Linked DNA regions of Sus scrofa: region 2 is linked to region 1. A link is a contact called in public HiChIP or PLAC-seq data. All regions are on one chromosome and are shown on one strand. The core of a region is the stretch at or near the end of the contact, and the rest is flanking DNA. Distances in the headings are between cores, read along the strand shown.

Region 1 (7,166 bases), core at 3,113-5,612:
CCAACAGAATGAGACCCAGACTCTGCTCTCAGGAGCTTACAGTGTACTGTGGAGAGGGGAGCAGAGCAGTTCACCCAGCCCAATAAACCAATGGGGTGGCCCACAGAATAAGCACCTAACCCAGTTTCGGGAGTTCAAGGGTACTTGTCCTGAGTCATAGGACAAGTAAGAGTTGCTAGATTTGGGGTAGAGGTGAAGGGCAGAGTTATATAACCTAAAAAAGCCCCAAGGGAGCTCTGTTATCCCAGTGGCCTCCTGAGCTCGGATCCAATTTTAGAAATTGAACCTAATGTTAGGCCATGAAGATTAACTCACCCCAACTGGTGAGCAGGGACAGATGCTGTTACCCAAAAGAGCTCTGAGGTTAACTTAATGCCATAGGCTGGGTCTGTGCTGGCCAGAGCTCTCCTTGGGAGAGTGGAATTTAATTGGCACTTATTTTCGATGCCCTTATAAAGGGTGACTCCTGGGCCTACTGAAATGGAAACCATCCATGCTCCTAAATGACTGACAGGCAGGGGACCTGAATTGCACCCACGGCTTTGGCTAATGTAGATGCCCGGCAAGTATAATGTATTGGGGGCTTTTTTCCAGAATCAAATGTATCAAAGGGTGGATGAAATGGGAGAGCTGCCCAGTGAGAGTCAGCCTTAGATGCATGGGAACAGGAATAGCGGTTCCTTGTGTCAACAAGGAGGCTTTTTTGGTGTGTGCAGAACTAAAGAAATGCAGCTCACTTACTGGTCTGGCTAAACTTCAAAAATGTGTGTTTTTTCCCCTCCTCCCAGGAACATTTTGTTCACGCTGCTGGTTAAAAGGGGGCAGCTTTCACACAGAAGTACAGCAGGAAGTATTTAAGTGAGATAAAAGGAAGGACTACTTGGCAGAATGAGTGAGTGCAGGACTGGGTTCCCAGGGGGATTATGGAATCTGATTTTTATTCATGGACTCTCCTGTTAAATAACTTAAATAATAAGGGCAGCAAGGCATAAGCCTATGTGGATCATTGTTAGAGGCCTGTGCTTTAGGATTTGGCAGAAATGAATCCAATAGACTTGAAGCTTTATGGGACTGAACAGGCCTCAGAGTTAGTGTCAGATGTGGAAAGAAGAATGAGGAGGTACAGATAGAGGTGGAACAAAGGGATCGGGGCAGGAAAGCATGAAGGGCAAGTGGGACAGAGAAAGAAGGGTGACGGGAATGTGGTCCCTAAAGAGGGGACATGGGAGGATAATGTTAGCAGGGTATGAGAGGGCTGGATTATGGAAAGCCAGGAAGCTTGGCCAGGGAGTTTTGATTTTACTTAACAGGCAACTACAAGTTTTTCTGAAGGTTTTTGAGTAGAAATGTGTTTCAGGGATCATGGTCTTTTAGAGGTTGAAGGGAACCTAAAGTCATGTAGTTTGGTGTTTCTCAAACTTAGTGGCATCAGAATCAGTGGGGGTAGGGGTGGTGGCTCGTGTTTGATAAAATTCAGACTCCCAGGCCCTGTTCCTAGAAGTGCTCATTCAGAAGCTCTGGGTGGGGCTGGGAATCTGCAGTTTAACAAAGGCACTGGTGGTGCTGGTGTTAAGACCCTCACTGGAGGGAGTTCCCATCATGGCTCAGCAGTAACGAATCTGACTAGTATCTGTGAGGACCCCGGTTCAATCCCTGGTCTCGCTCAGCAGATTAAGGATCAGGCGTTGCTGTGAGCTGTGGTGTAGGTCACAGATGCAGCTTGGATCCAGCGTTGCTATGGATCCAGCTGCCTGCCTGCCTACACCACAGCCACAGCTCTGATTCCACCCCTAGCCTTGGGGAGCAGGGAACAGGGGGTGGACCCCACATTAGAGGCCACTGATGGCCTCCTGGGAGACCCTGTCCAAGGGGTCCAAGCAGGGAAGCCCCTGATGAACGCATAGAGAACCACTGAGAAAAAAGAGCCCTAAAACATGTTCAGGCCCAGAAAGCCAGAAACTGACTTCTGACAGTACCAGTCCAGTCCAGTCCAGTCAGAAGTTCCCATCCCCCTTTCTCTTGCCCTCCCTTACTCCAACCTTGGACGGCCTTGGAACTCTGAAGGGAGGAAGACCAAGATCAAAATGAGAAATGGATCACACCCCTCTATTGGGACAGCAGGGTAAATATTTAACCTGTGTTGCTAAATAGCATACTATTTTTTTTTTTTAGGGTCACACCCATGCCATATGGAAATACCCAGACTAGAGGTCAAATCAGAGCCACAGCTACCAGCCTAGGCCACAGCCACATCAATGCCAGATCTGAGCCAGAGTCTGCAACCTACACCACCGCTCACCGCAATGTGGGATCCTTAACCCACGGAGTGAGGCCAGGGATCAAACCTGCATCCTCTGAGTCACAATGAGAACTCCCAGAACACTTTTTTTTTTTTTTTTAACTGCAAAAAAGCCGTGCCTTGGAGTATCTGCCTATTTCTGGGGTGTAAATACTCTCCCAGCAAGGCCATCTCAGGCTACCAATGTGATGTCACCCAATATAGGGTTAGAAAGAGAAGCCTGCAGTTAGACAATGTGATCTGGTGGGAGCCCGATTCAGCTCACCGCTGTTCATAGCCTGAAGTGATACCCAAGATGGAGCAGTGGGGGAGAACCATCTGGAATGAAGATGGAATTGCTGAAAAGTGCATTGTCCTGGACTGTGCTTTATTATTTAAGGTGACCATAGGGTTTTCTGTTCCTGCTCAAATTCTCATCCATGCCAAGGAAAAAGAGGAACACATTTCGGTTTGGGAGACGAAAGAAAAGTTGCATTTTGGTTATATCCCAAGGATGGTGCCTGTCCAATGTATGGGTTACACCGGGAACTTTTGTCTTTAAAACTGGTAAGATACATTTTAAAAAGAATTACCAAGTGGAAATACAGAACTGAAAGGTATAGGTGAAATCTCGGCCCCCAGACCGAGAACCGCAGTCGTAGGATGTCCTCCAGAGAAAGGCAGCTGGCTCACTGATTAAAAAACAAACAAGTGAAACTGTTCAAAAATGCAAAGATAGTACAGGAAGTACCCGCCCAAACTCGAGTAAGACCTACCTCATACTATGAAGATTAAATGAGCAAACGAATGTGAACGTGTCTCATACACACAGTAGGTTTGCAGCCAGCAAGTTGTGGTCTTCCTCCAGAGCTTCGCGAAGTTTCAATGGTGTTGGCCTCTCCCTTAGGGGAGCTTGATTTGTGTGAATACATGTCGAAGTCGTTTCTATTTCAGGGCTTTTTCCACCCCTGCTCTCCTGTTGCCGAATGTCACACGGAGGCCTTAAGAGAACCTCAGTCAGGGGCAGATCGAGAACTTTCGAAGACCCTTGGGCAGGTGGGGCCAGAGGGGGGAGTAAAGGAGAACCAGAACCAGCTTTTAACCAGGCTCCAAAGGGTCCAGCTCAAGTGAAAACAACTTCTGTGTGGTTTAAGCCACCACGAGGACACCGGGACCAGAGCTCTCCCACGCGGGCTGGCCCAACAACTGGTTCTTTGCGCTTCCTAATCCCCGCAGCCGCCTCTAAGGCAGAAGCTGCGCCGGAGGGATGCTGCTTCCGGCCGCGGCCGGGCTGGGGAACCGCGGGGAACCTTCCATCAGTCATGCCTGCTGGCAGGGAGGGACATGCTCCAGTTCTTAAATCTACCTTCACAAACCACCTTCGTCTACTTTCAGGGACACAAAGCCCGCCTTTTGCCGTTGAGTCAACAGAACCTGGAAAGTTCCAGGCTTCCAGGCAGCCCTCGCTCCGGTTTCTTGAGGGCAAAGAGACACTCTCTGGGGACGGGATGGGGCCGGCATAGCGCGGCGAAGAGAGACAGACGCCCGGGCGCTGAGGACACCCAGGCTTTGAGGCCCAGTGGTCGGGGGCGCACAGCCGGCGCGTGGCCGGGCGCGCGGGTCTGCCCGAGGGCACAGAGGCGAGCCTGCTGCCCTCGGAGCCGCGGCCGGGAGGCTGGTCAGCGGCCGCCAGAGACCGGGCGCCCAGCCCACTGCGGTCTCTTTTCACGGCTCCACACGGCACTTGTTTCTTATTAATGAGTCTACATTCCAAACCCCCGTCCTTCGGTGCTCTGCCGGATTTCTTGTGAGGAATTGTGAATAATGACTCATCAGCCTACAGTCTACACCGGTGTATACGCGGTGTCTAGAATGAGGAGCCTGGAAGAGACCTGAAAAGACGCCAACGTGAGGAGAAAAAGAGATTCGACTCTTCACCTCAAGGCTCCACAGGATAACGCGGACCCGAGGCGTTCCCGCATGCGCAGAAGCGGGTCTGACACAGAGGGCTGGGCGGGGCAAGAGGCAATCAGGCGGAAGACTCAATCTGTCTAGATTGGCAGGCGTGTTCGTCGTCTCCCACATGGTCTAGCGGTTAGGATTCCTGGTTTTCACCCAGGCGGCCCGGGTTCGACTCCCGGTGTGGGAACGCCAGTACTTCCTTTTTGAAAAGTAACCAACAGCAACCCAACTCAAGTTCCTCTTAACTAGGGAAAGATTAGTCTTTTCGGTAAACGGTATAACCTCATTTTAGGGCAGCCAGGAGAGACTGAGGCTGAAGACTCAGGCTGTTCCCTGGATCCGGCATGGGCACACAGCCCACACAAACCCAGTCCGGTCCTGGAGCCGGAGAGGAGGAAGTTAACTTGGACTTGGACCGTGCCAGATTAGCTTTTGAAATGTTGCTTACATCTCAGGAGCCTTGAGCCAGCCATCCTGTGCTAAGATAAATGTTTCAGCTGATTTTTCTGCGTAATTTCTCTTTGTACTATGAATAGGAGCCAAACGACCAAAAAGTGCTCTTCTTTGAAAGAAAAAAGAAAAGACACATTGTAGGACATTGCAGGGCTTTTAAACTGCCGAAAGCCATCCGTTCCTTCGAGAACGACAGCAAGGTTTTTCTGAAAAGAAGTATTATTGAGGGCAAAGGAGGTCAGTGTACAATCTATTGGGTTTCACTAAACCAGTTATTGGGGGGGGCAGGGGGCAGGGAGGAAGAAAAGAAAATTAGGTTATTACAAATATTGAAGAGCGAGGCAATGGCAAAAAAACCACTTTCTTCTCACGCCCTAACATATTTATTTGACACATTCTGTTTTAAAAACGTCAAGAATTCATGATATGCTCAATAAGATCTCTAGAATTAGAAATCTTAGTACTGATGTGTGACCAGTTTCCAACTGTTTCCCAAATAAGTGCATCTTTTGCTGGCATAGTTTATCTCTCTTACCTCTCCAAACATTTGCCATTAGGGAAAACCTCCAGGCATTTAGAAGCCGCACTCTTTCCCATTGGTGTTGAACTGTTTGAAACTCCCCCAGTTTGTTCCCAGACTGCCATTAACACTGAGGAATGACTGTGAAAAAGACTTGGCATCCAAAGGACTTTGAAATTTCCTCTCTTTTTAAAGTCCTTCGGGATTTTAAGGGACAGAAAAATGTCATCCTTCATGAGAAAAATGCTAAGCTAAATAGATGCTTATTCAGAATTCCTAATACAGAGCTTGGAGCAGAAACTGATCATCAGCAGGTACTCTGCATTTATTGAATTGAGTGGGACAGGATTGATAGGAAAATTAAAAGCCTAATCACAATAATACTACTTATTGAGCACATGCTATGAACTAGGCTAAATGTTTTACATACCTTTTTAAATTCGATCTTTATTTTGTTATTAGATAATATTATTATGCCTCTATCAGCCAGGAGCCCAGTAGGAAACTGATGACATTCTTAGCAGAGTTTAATAACAGGACTATTTATGATTTAACCACAAAAAATTATGCAGTCCTCAGGGCTCCCGGGACTAAAATGAGGAAAGAGGAGTTCCCTGGTGGCCTACCTGTTAAAAATCTGATGTTGTCATTGCTCTGGCACTGGTTCTATCCCTGGCCCAGGAACTTCTGCACGTGGATGGGCAAGGCCAAAACAACAACAACAAAAATCCCCAAACTAAAATAAAATGAGCAAGGAGAGGAAGGGTAGTTGATGGACAAGGCTGCCACTTAGGAGCTATGTTTTTTGTTTGTTGTTTTAAAACTTTCTTTCATATGGCAAGTGAGTTCCATTCACGTGAAGGTTGTTAAATAAACTCATCCTATGTACTGTTCATTTCCATAAAATAGATTTGTGGCCTCACAAAATTTGACAAAAGTTTCTTTTGGATGCAAATGATACTTAAGAGCCCCAGAGCATGGTAGATACTTCTACAGACACGTACTTAATAAAAGGAAGAGCTTAACTTTGTGGGGAGGTGGTTGCTTGCATTATATTTGTCATTTTTACTGCCTCGTATTTTACAAAACGTTTTTCCATAATTTTTATTAATCATCTTTATAATCAGTCTAGAGTCATACACTGAACTGCAAATGCCCTTTGCAGCCATTTAATGGAACCCCTCATTTTACTCATGAAGCATTGGTTCTGGATTTTATGCCTCTGATTCCCTAGTATTGGCCTTTAGATTGTATCCCCTCCCTACCCTTTTTATTTTTATTTTATTTTTTTGTCTTTTTTTAGAGCCTATGGGGCGTATGGAAATTCCCAGGCTAGGGGTCGAAGCAGAGCTGCAGCTGCCTGCCTACACCATAGGTGCAGGAGCGATAGATCTGTTCCAAGAACACATCTGTAATCAACGCCACCCTGGATCCTTAATCTCCTGAGCAGGACCAGGAATTGAACCCACATCCTCATGGATACTAGTCTGGTTCTTCACCCACTGAGCCACAATGGGAACTCCCCCACATTGAATCTTTCATGGTATCCTGGCCTGATACCACTCCCTCTTAAACTACTGGGTGCAGAGAAGATGAATTTTAAAAATTCTATGGTATCTCGCTTTTGGTCAGTGGTTAAGGCATAGCTGCATTAACATAGTTGTAACAATTTTTGTTTGAAATTTTGAGTTATTAAAATTTTTTTATTCACCATATTATCATTTCTAGAAAGTGATGATTGTTATTTGGAGTATTTGAACTAGGCATATGTTCTCAATATGCTTCCATTTTTGCATACGGTCATGAACTCTGAGAGGGTCTGCATAGAGATTGTTTTAAGCGCGCCCATGTGGGTATATAGAGTCACATAGATTTGTATGTATGTTCCCTCAGAGATATGCTGCATACAAAAAAATTCCTAAATATGGAGTTCCCATTGTGGCTCAGTGGAAA
Region 2 (7,166 bases), core at 3,161-5,660, 57 kb before region 1:
GGACAACTGGTCTTTGTTTATTTCTACAGTGAAATTGGTGAGAGCAGGCTCAGAGGCTTGGCAAGAACAGAAGCCAGAATACAGTTTAAGGAAAAAATGGGGAGGATCCAGGGCTGATCTGAGAGAAAGAAGAGAGCTGCGGGGGACGGCAGCAGTCTTCCTGAAGATGAGAACAATTTGGATGTTCTGGTTAAATGCTAAGGACAAGGAGCCCCAGGGGCAAGTAAGGGAAGGGCTTCTGAGTGAAAATGGAAGGAGGTTCTTCCCTTATAGTCAAAGAGCTGGGCAGAGATTCAGGAAGGTTTTTTGGCACAGGGCTAGAGAAGTGAGCAAGTTCTCTTAAGGTGGCACCGATGTTTTCCTGGGAAGTAGACAGAGAGTCTAAGGAAGAAAGAAAAGGTTTTTAATAAGCCATGGTTGATCATGGGGGTGGAGAGCTGTGTGGGGAAGTGTCCAAGGATGGCTGGGCAGAGCTGGGAGGAGACTGTAGTTTTAGCAGCATTAGCCTGTGGAGGTGTGAGCTTGCTTCTGGCAGCAGCTAGAAGCTTGGATGTGGGCTCAGCAGGGGTGGATGTCCGGGTTGATCCAGGGCTGGACTTTTGCTGGATGGGTTCAACCAAAAACCCAATGTGAGGAGACAGCTGGAAACACTGGCAAGAGAAACAATGAATGGATGGACCATGGAGCCTATGTTGAGCAGGGACAGAAGTAATGAAAGAAAGGAGGCCAAAACAGACAGAGGTAGAGACCTCATGGCTTGAGGAAGCTCAAAACAAAAAGAAAAAATTTTAAAAAATGAGAGTAACTGAGGAAGAAAGATGGATGAATAAGGGATTCTGGCTGAGGAGGAGGAGATGAATTTAAGTTTTTAGAGACAGAAGGGGGTCCAGTGTGAGACAGCAAATGTGGCCGAGATGAATGGCGTGAAGGTCGCTGCACATAAGAAGGGAGTCAGAGTCAAAAGAGTCACTGCTCCACTCAGCTTCCACAGAGCAACATCTGAGGGTCTCGAGAAAACATCTGCAGCCCAGTGTTTTTAATATGATCTCAGGGGACATTTCCCAGGAGTCTACTTTCCAGAGTATTTGAATAAAGTCATTGGCCCATCTTGGACTTGTGTGCTGATAGATCTCAGACTTGTCACCGCAGACTCTCCTCTGAACTCGGGTCATGTGTGTTAGTGATCTCTTTCCTGGGTAGTGGAGTCTCAGGATCACAGGGCAGTTATCAGATGAGATTCAAGAAACCCAAGCTGAGGAAATTCGGACACAGGTCACAATGCAGACGAACCTGAGGACATTATGCTAAGTGAAATAAGCCAGTCACAAAAAAGACAAATACTTTATGATCCCACAAAAGTGAAGAGATCTATAACACACATATCTGAAAAATGACTTCTATATAGACTATATAAAGAATTTTACCAACCAGAAAGAAAAGACAGGCAACTCAATGGAAAAAGGAGCAAAAGACTTGGATATGACACACATCCAAATGGCCAAAAACATATGAAAAGATAGTCAACTGCCTTCATCACCAGGGAAATGCACATTAAAACTACTACTGGATACAGCTACAAACCACCGAATCAAAAAGACAGAAAAAAACCCTTACGTATTTCTGAGTGAGAGCATGGAAAAACAGGAATTCTCATACATGCTGGTGGAAGTGTGAACTGGTGGTACTACGGGAAATGTTTGGCATGTGTCTACGAAAGCTGATTATGTGCGTATCCAATGACCCAACGATTCCAAAAGAAATGCAACATGTGCTCACCAAAAGTCATGTCCTGGAATACACAGCAACACTTTAACTGCCAAAAAAGGGTAAAGTATTCAGACGTTCCTCAGCAGCAAAATGGACAAATCAACTGTAGGACTTTCATACAACAGACTACCAGATGGTAACAGTAAACAGTCTATAATAACACCAACAATAATTCATCAACATGATGACTCTCCAAGTGCTGAATATGAAGCCAGTTACAAAAGAGTTCATACTTTATTTTTCCATCTACATAAAGCACAAAAGTCTGCAAAACTCATCTATGATGGTTTAAGTTAGGACAGTGGTTATCCTTTGGTTGAAAGAGGAATGGGGAGACAGGTAGAATGGAAGATGCACCAGGGGAACTTCTATGACGTAACATAGTGAATTTCAAGGATAATGGTACTAATAAACTTCTCAAAAGTCCAGATAGAAGAATAATGAGATTGAAAAATGGTATTTCAAGATTTTTTGGCAACTCTTTTAGGATCAGCCATCTTGGAAGTTCTGAAGGGAACGGTTTCTGGTTTGGGGAATTACATGCTAACAATGACATGGTGGAGTTCCCTAGTGGCCTAGCAGTTAAGGAGTCAGCATTGTCACTGCTGTAGTGTGGGTTTGATCTCATGCTCAGGAACTTCCACATTCCATTAGTGCAGCCAAAAAAAAAAAAGGGCATGCTATGTGCTTGATGAAGAACCGAGGTCACTTGGCAAATATCTACCAAGGTCCATTTGTGTGCCAAGCAGGTTGGAGAGACAAGGTAGCGGGGAATAGAGACACAATGTTAACTGCTGACAGTAAGGGTAAGAATGACCACACAAAAGAAACAAATGGGAAGGAGTAGACAGAAAGAGTACCTGAAGTAAAGGCTGGTAGAATGATAGAAGGAAATCATAACAGAAGTAGCTATCTGGCACATGGTGGCTGCTTACCTGCAAATCCTGCCTTAGTTTAAAATCAGGGAATACGGAGTTCCCGTCGTGGCGCAGTGGTTAATGAGTCTGACTAGGAAGCAAGAGGTTGCGGGTTTGATTCCTGGCCTCACTCAGTGGGTTAAGGATCCAGCGTTGCCAGGAGCTGTGGTGTAGGTTACAGACGCGGCTCAGAACTGGCATTGCTGTGGCTCTGGCCTAGGCTGGTGGCAACAGCTCCGATTAGACCCCTAGCCTGGGAACCTTCATATGCCTTGGGAGCTGCCCTAGAAAAGGCAAAAAGACCAAAAAAATAAATAAAAAATAAAATAAAATCAGGGAATACAGTGAACCAAAACCAACATAAGTGTAGGAACCTGACTAAAACATTGGGTTAACCTCACTTTCCTTCAACCTTAGTTGAATGGAACCTTCCTTGCTAAAATAAAGGCTTGACTTTTTAATGGCTATAGCAGAAATGAGACCTGGAAAGAAACCTCTAAGTGGAAACATGGTTTCTAGATAGTCAAAGAATGCAAATAGATTCAGGAATGGGAAGGTTATTCTTTCAGCTTTACTTTTTTCCAACTTTAGCTAGTCCCAGCCTACCAATTAGAACATGAAAGGACAGATACTCATCATGGAGGAGTCAGAAGCATTTATTTGACAAATATGGGGGTGCCTATTAGTCCTTAAGGCTAGAAAACCGAGTACAATGGTGGAAACAGATATGTCGGCAAGTTATGAAAAAACAGTATGTTAAAATGTGATGTAATTAAGCAGGAGTAAACCCCCTGGGTAAAGAGGGGGTGACAATGCGAGAAGAGTTTGGAAACATTTCACTGAGGTGATACTGAAGTTAGACCTTGAAGGATGGGGTAGGAGTTTGTCAGGTATGTCAAGAAGTGCAGGGCAAGGCTCCAGGGAGCCAAGAGAATTGAAGAACTGCGCAGAAACTCGCGTTGGTTTGAGCTTTGGGCTCTGTGTGTTAGATGCAATGACAGGATGAAAGGCTAGGAAAGCAGGTCCGGGGTTAGAGAGCAAAGCATCTTCTGCAAGAGCCAAAGGCATTAGTTGTACGTCAGGAGGCAAGATGAGAGGCCAGAAGCATGGGCTTCATTCTAATCCGGGCACCACTACTTGCTAGTTGCGAGGTCTGGGCAACAGCCTGGGCCTCAGTGTCCTCAATTGCATCGTGTAATAATAATCTTTACCTTATACAGTAACCAAGAGGACTATATGACTTAATATGTATCGGCCCTTCAGTACAGTGTCCAGCCCTTTAAGCGCTAAATTGGGATACACCATCACCATGATGATAACCGGACCAAAGCTCGTTTCTGCGGCCCCACGGCCGCCTCGCCACCGCCACAGCCTGGGAAGGAAAGTTAGCTCGGGTCGGGCCTCGCCCACTCGCCACTCCTCCCTCAGGCTCCCAGGCCTCGGACTTGTACTCCCAGAGCCGGGGTCGGGCCTGGCGGGCAGGGGACACGCCGCCGCTTACCCGGGCTGAGGTCCCGCTCCTCGTCCTCCGCTGAACCGCTGGCCTTGAAGCCGGGCGGTAGCGCCGGCCCAATCAGATCTCTCGCCATCCGCGGTGGCGGCCCTGGTCCCTCACACTAAGCGTGTCTATGTCAAGTCAATCTCAAACCCGGAGCCTGCGATTCGCCGTAAAGGAGAGAAGCTTTTTCCGGCGCCGACCAATGACGCTTCAGCCTGTGATTGGCTGAGCCTTATCTAACGGAAGTGGTGCCTAAGGCTTTACTCCACGCTGGGTTCCCTACCTGGCGGGTGGCATGGCTGAACCGGCAAGTGGTTTTGTGACTCCCACCGGGTGGTTTCCAGCTCCAGAGCTGACTCCCACGTTGGGGCCTCTGAGCGACCAAGCCTCGGCCTCGGAAAACTGGATGTACTGGGCGATGCTGCCGCCTCCCCCACCCCCTTCCTCGCTTCCCGCAGCAGAATCCAAGCCTTCCTCGGAGGCGCAGCCCCCGGCGGAGGCCCAGGCTCTTCCTGAGGCGCCTCCCCCTTTCGACGCTCAGATTCTTCCTGGGGCGCAGCCCCCCTTCCACGCCCAGTCCGCCCTTGAGTCTCAGCCTCAATTCGATGGCCAGCCCTACTGGAATTACCAGGCTTCGACTTCATGGTACTGGACGCAGTCTCCTGGTATTTTTCCTCAGTATCAGAACTCCCACAACACTCCAGGTACGTTTCTCCTCTCCGTACCCCTTACCTTTATCCTCCCTGTCTTCTCTCTCCTATCTGACCCTCGTTCCTCTGTCACCTTTTGGTACTGCCTTGCACTCTTGGAGTCTGGTCATTAATGTCTCACGATTTGTTCCACAGTTATCTTTTCCCCGCCTGTTCCTTCAGTTTAGCAACTATTTATCGAGTTCCAACTATGAACCAGGAAGCGCTACTATAGCAGTGAACAAAACATACCAAAATCCTTTAAGGAGTTTAACATCTGTTGTAGGAAGACAGACAATAAACAAAACAAACAGTGTGTGTTAGAAAGTGGTGAGTGCTGGAGTTCCCGTCGTGGCGCAGTGGTTAACGAATCCGACTAGGAACCATGAGGTTGCGGGTTCGGTCCCTGCCCTTGCTCAGTGGGTTAACGATCCGGCGTTGCCGTGAGCTGTGGTGTAGGTTGCAGACGCGGCTCGGATCCTGCGTTGCTGTGGTTCTGGCGTAGGCCGGTGGCTACAGCTCCGATTCGACCCCTAGCCTGGGAATCTCCATATGCCGCGGGAGCGGCCCAAGAAATAGCAACAACAACAACAACAAAAAGACAAAAAGACAAAAGACAAAAAAAAAAAAAAAAAAAAAAGTGGTGAGTGCTATGGAGAAAGCAAAAAAGAGCGACAGGCAGTGCAGTTTTAAATGTCAGTGTCAGTCGGTGTCAGGGAGGTGAGGGATTGGAGGAATGCATATGTCTGGCGGATAGGGGTGCAGGCAGAGGGACCCGCAAGTGCAAAGGCCTTCAGGCAGGAGCTTATCAGTCAGAATGGTAGCCATTGTGGCTAGAGAGGACTGAGCCTGGGGTAGAGCTGTGTGGGGGAAGAGAGCCTTGTAGATCATGGTACTTTGACTTTTACTGTTGTGATATACTGAGTGCAGGGGAATGGCGTGATTTGAGTTATGTTTTAAAAGGATTTATATGGCTACCTGTTGGAATCGACTGAAAAGAAGTTGAGTTAGAGTTACTGCAGTTAACCAAGTGAGAGACATTGGCGACTTGGACCACGGCAGAGCTCCAGAGATGATGAGAAGTAGTGTGTGTGTGTGTGTGTGTGTGTGTATTTTTTTTTTTTTTCTTTGACTATGCTGGTGGCATATGGAAGTTCTAGGCCAGGGATTATACCCCTGCTACAGTAGTGACAATGCCTGATCCTTAACCTGCTGAGCCACCGGGGAATCCCTAGCTGCATTTTGAAGGTAGCAAGGGCCAACTTGATTTGCCGAAGCAATGGATGTGGGATGTGACTGATTTAAAGAGGAGACAAGAATAACTTAAAGGTTTTTGCCAAACAAGTGGAAGGATGTGGATGGAGTAGATTTGAAAAGGAAACAGGGCTTGACTTTGGAATATGATTTGTGTCAAGAAGAGATACTGAACTGACTGTTAGCTATTAGTTTGTACTTTCAGGGGAGGGTCAAGTCTAGAGCTGTAAATTGGGGTGACATCAACATGTAGATCATACTTAAAGCCATGAGATTGTTCACATAGATCCATTCACTTCACATTAAATTGAATCCAAATCAGTGTTTACTGTGTGCCAAATGCTGGAGATATGAATGTGCCTAAGACTCCCAAGTGAAGTGAGATGGGTTAATAAATGTAAATCACAACTCAGTGTGGCTGGTGATAGAAGCAAATAAAAGGAGATTTCAGAGTATGGAGGAAGTTGGGGAAAACTTTTGGAAGATGTGTAATGGGAGATGTTTAATATTCAGGAGGGAAGAGTAGGGTAAGCAAGTAAAGTGGAGTCTCATCGAGGGACTCTGAAGCCGTTTGCTCCCAGGATTTTTTTTTGTTTGTTTTTTCAGGGCTGCACCTGCGGCACATGGAGGTTCCCAGGCTAAGAATCGAATGTAGCTGCAGCTGCCAGTCTACACCACAGCCACAACAATGCAGGATCCGAGCTGCATCTGCACCCTATCCCACAGCTCACAGCAACGCCAGCTCCTTAACACACTGAGCAAGGCCAGGGATGGAACCTGCATCCTCATGGATGCTAGTTAGATTTGTTAACCACAGAGCCGCGACAGGAACGCCTTGCTTCCGGAATTTTGAGCAAGGTTGTGATGATTTGAGGATTATTTTTGTGGTGTCAGTGTGTAGAGCCCGTTGGAAGGGAAAGTTAAGACCAGAAGGACAGTGTGGGAAGCTGTCACAGTGATCTGAGTGAAAGGTCAAGGTTTCAAAGTTGGGTCATGGCTATAAGAAAGGAACAAAAACTTCGAGGAAATGTATTTCACAAG

Evidence for each region. HiChIP or PLAC-seq counts read pairs in DNA pulled down with a chosen protein or histone mark.
Region 2: an H3K27ac HiChIP or PLAC-seq map of alveolar macrophages shows a contact between it and region 1. The contact joins the promoter of NUFIP1 here to the promoter of LOC102159419 in region 1. A contact is called at or near these places in 3 of 47 Hi-C or Micro-C datasets (fetal skeletal muscle, fibroblasts and heart right ventricle) and 1 of 2 datasets of contacts at active chromatin or transcription factors (alveolar macrophages).

The regions. Positions count from the first base shown.
Region 1 is chr11:22,320,484-22,327,649 of Sscrofa11.1, forward strand. It overlaps LOC102159419, which reads right to left and starts at 4,363. Exons shown (of 3, transcript XM_021065393.1): 1 at 4,217-4,363; 2 at 3,055-4,115. The coding sequence starts at 4,363. The coding sequence ends at 3,402. TRNAE-UUC (a tRNA gene) reads left to right here and starts at 4,356; the gene lies at 4,356-4,427.
Region 2 is chr11:22,263,037-22,270,202 of Sscrofa11.1, forward strand. It overlaps NUFIP1 (nuclear fragile X mental retardation-interacting protein 1), which reads left to right and starts at 4,411. Exons shown (of 10, transcript XM_001927425.5): 1 at 4,411-4,886. The coding sequence starts at 4,478. It overlaps GPALPP1 (GPALPP motifs-containing protein 1), which reads right to left and starts at 4,362. Exons shown (of 9, transcript XM_021065611.1): 1 at 4,186-4,362. The coding sequence starts at 4,273.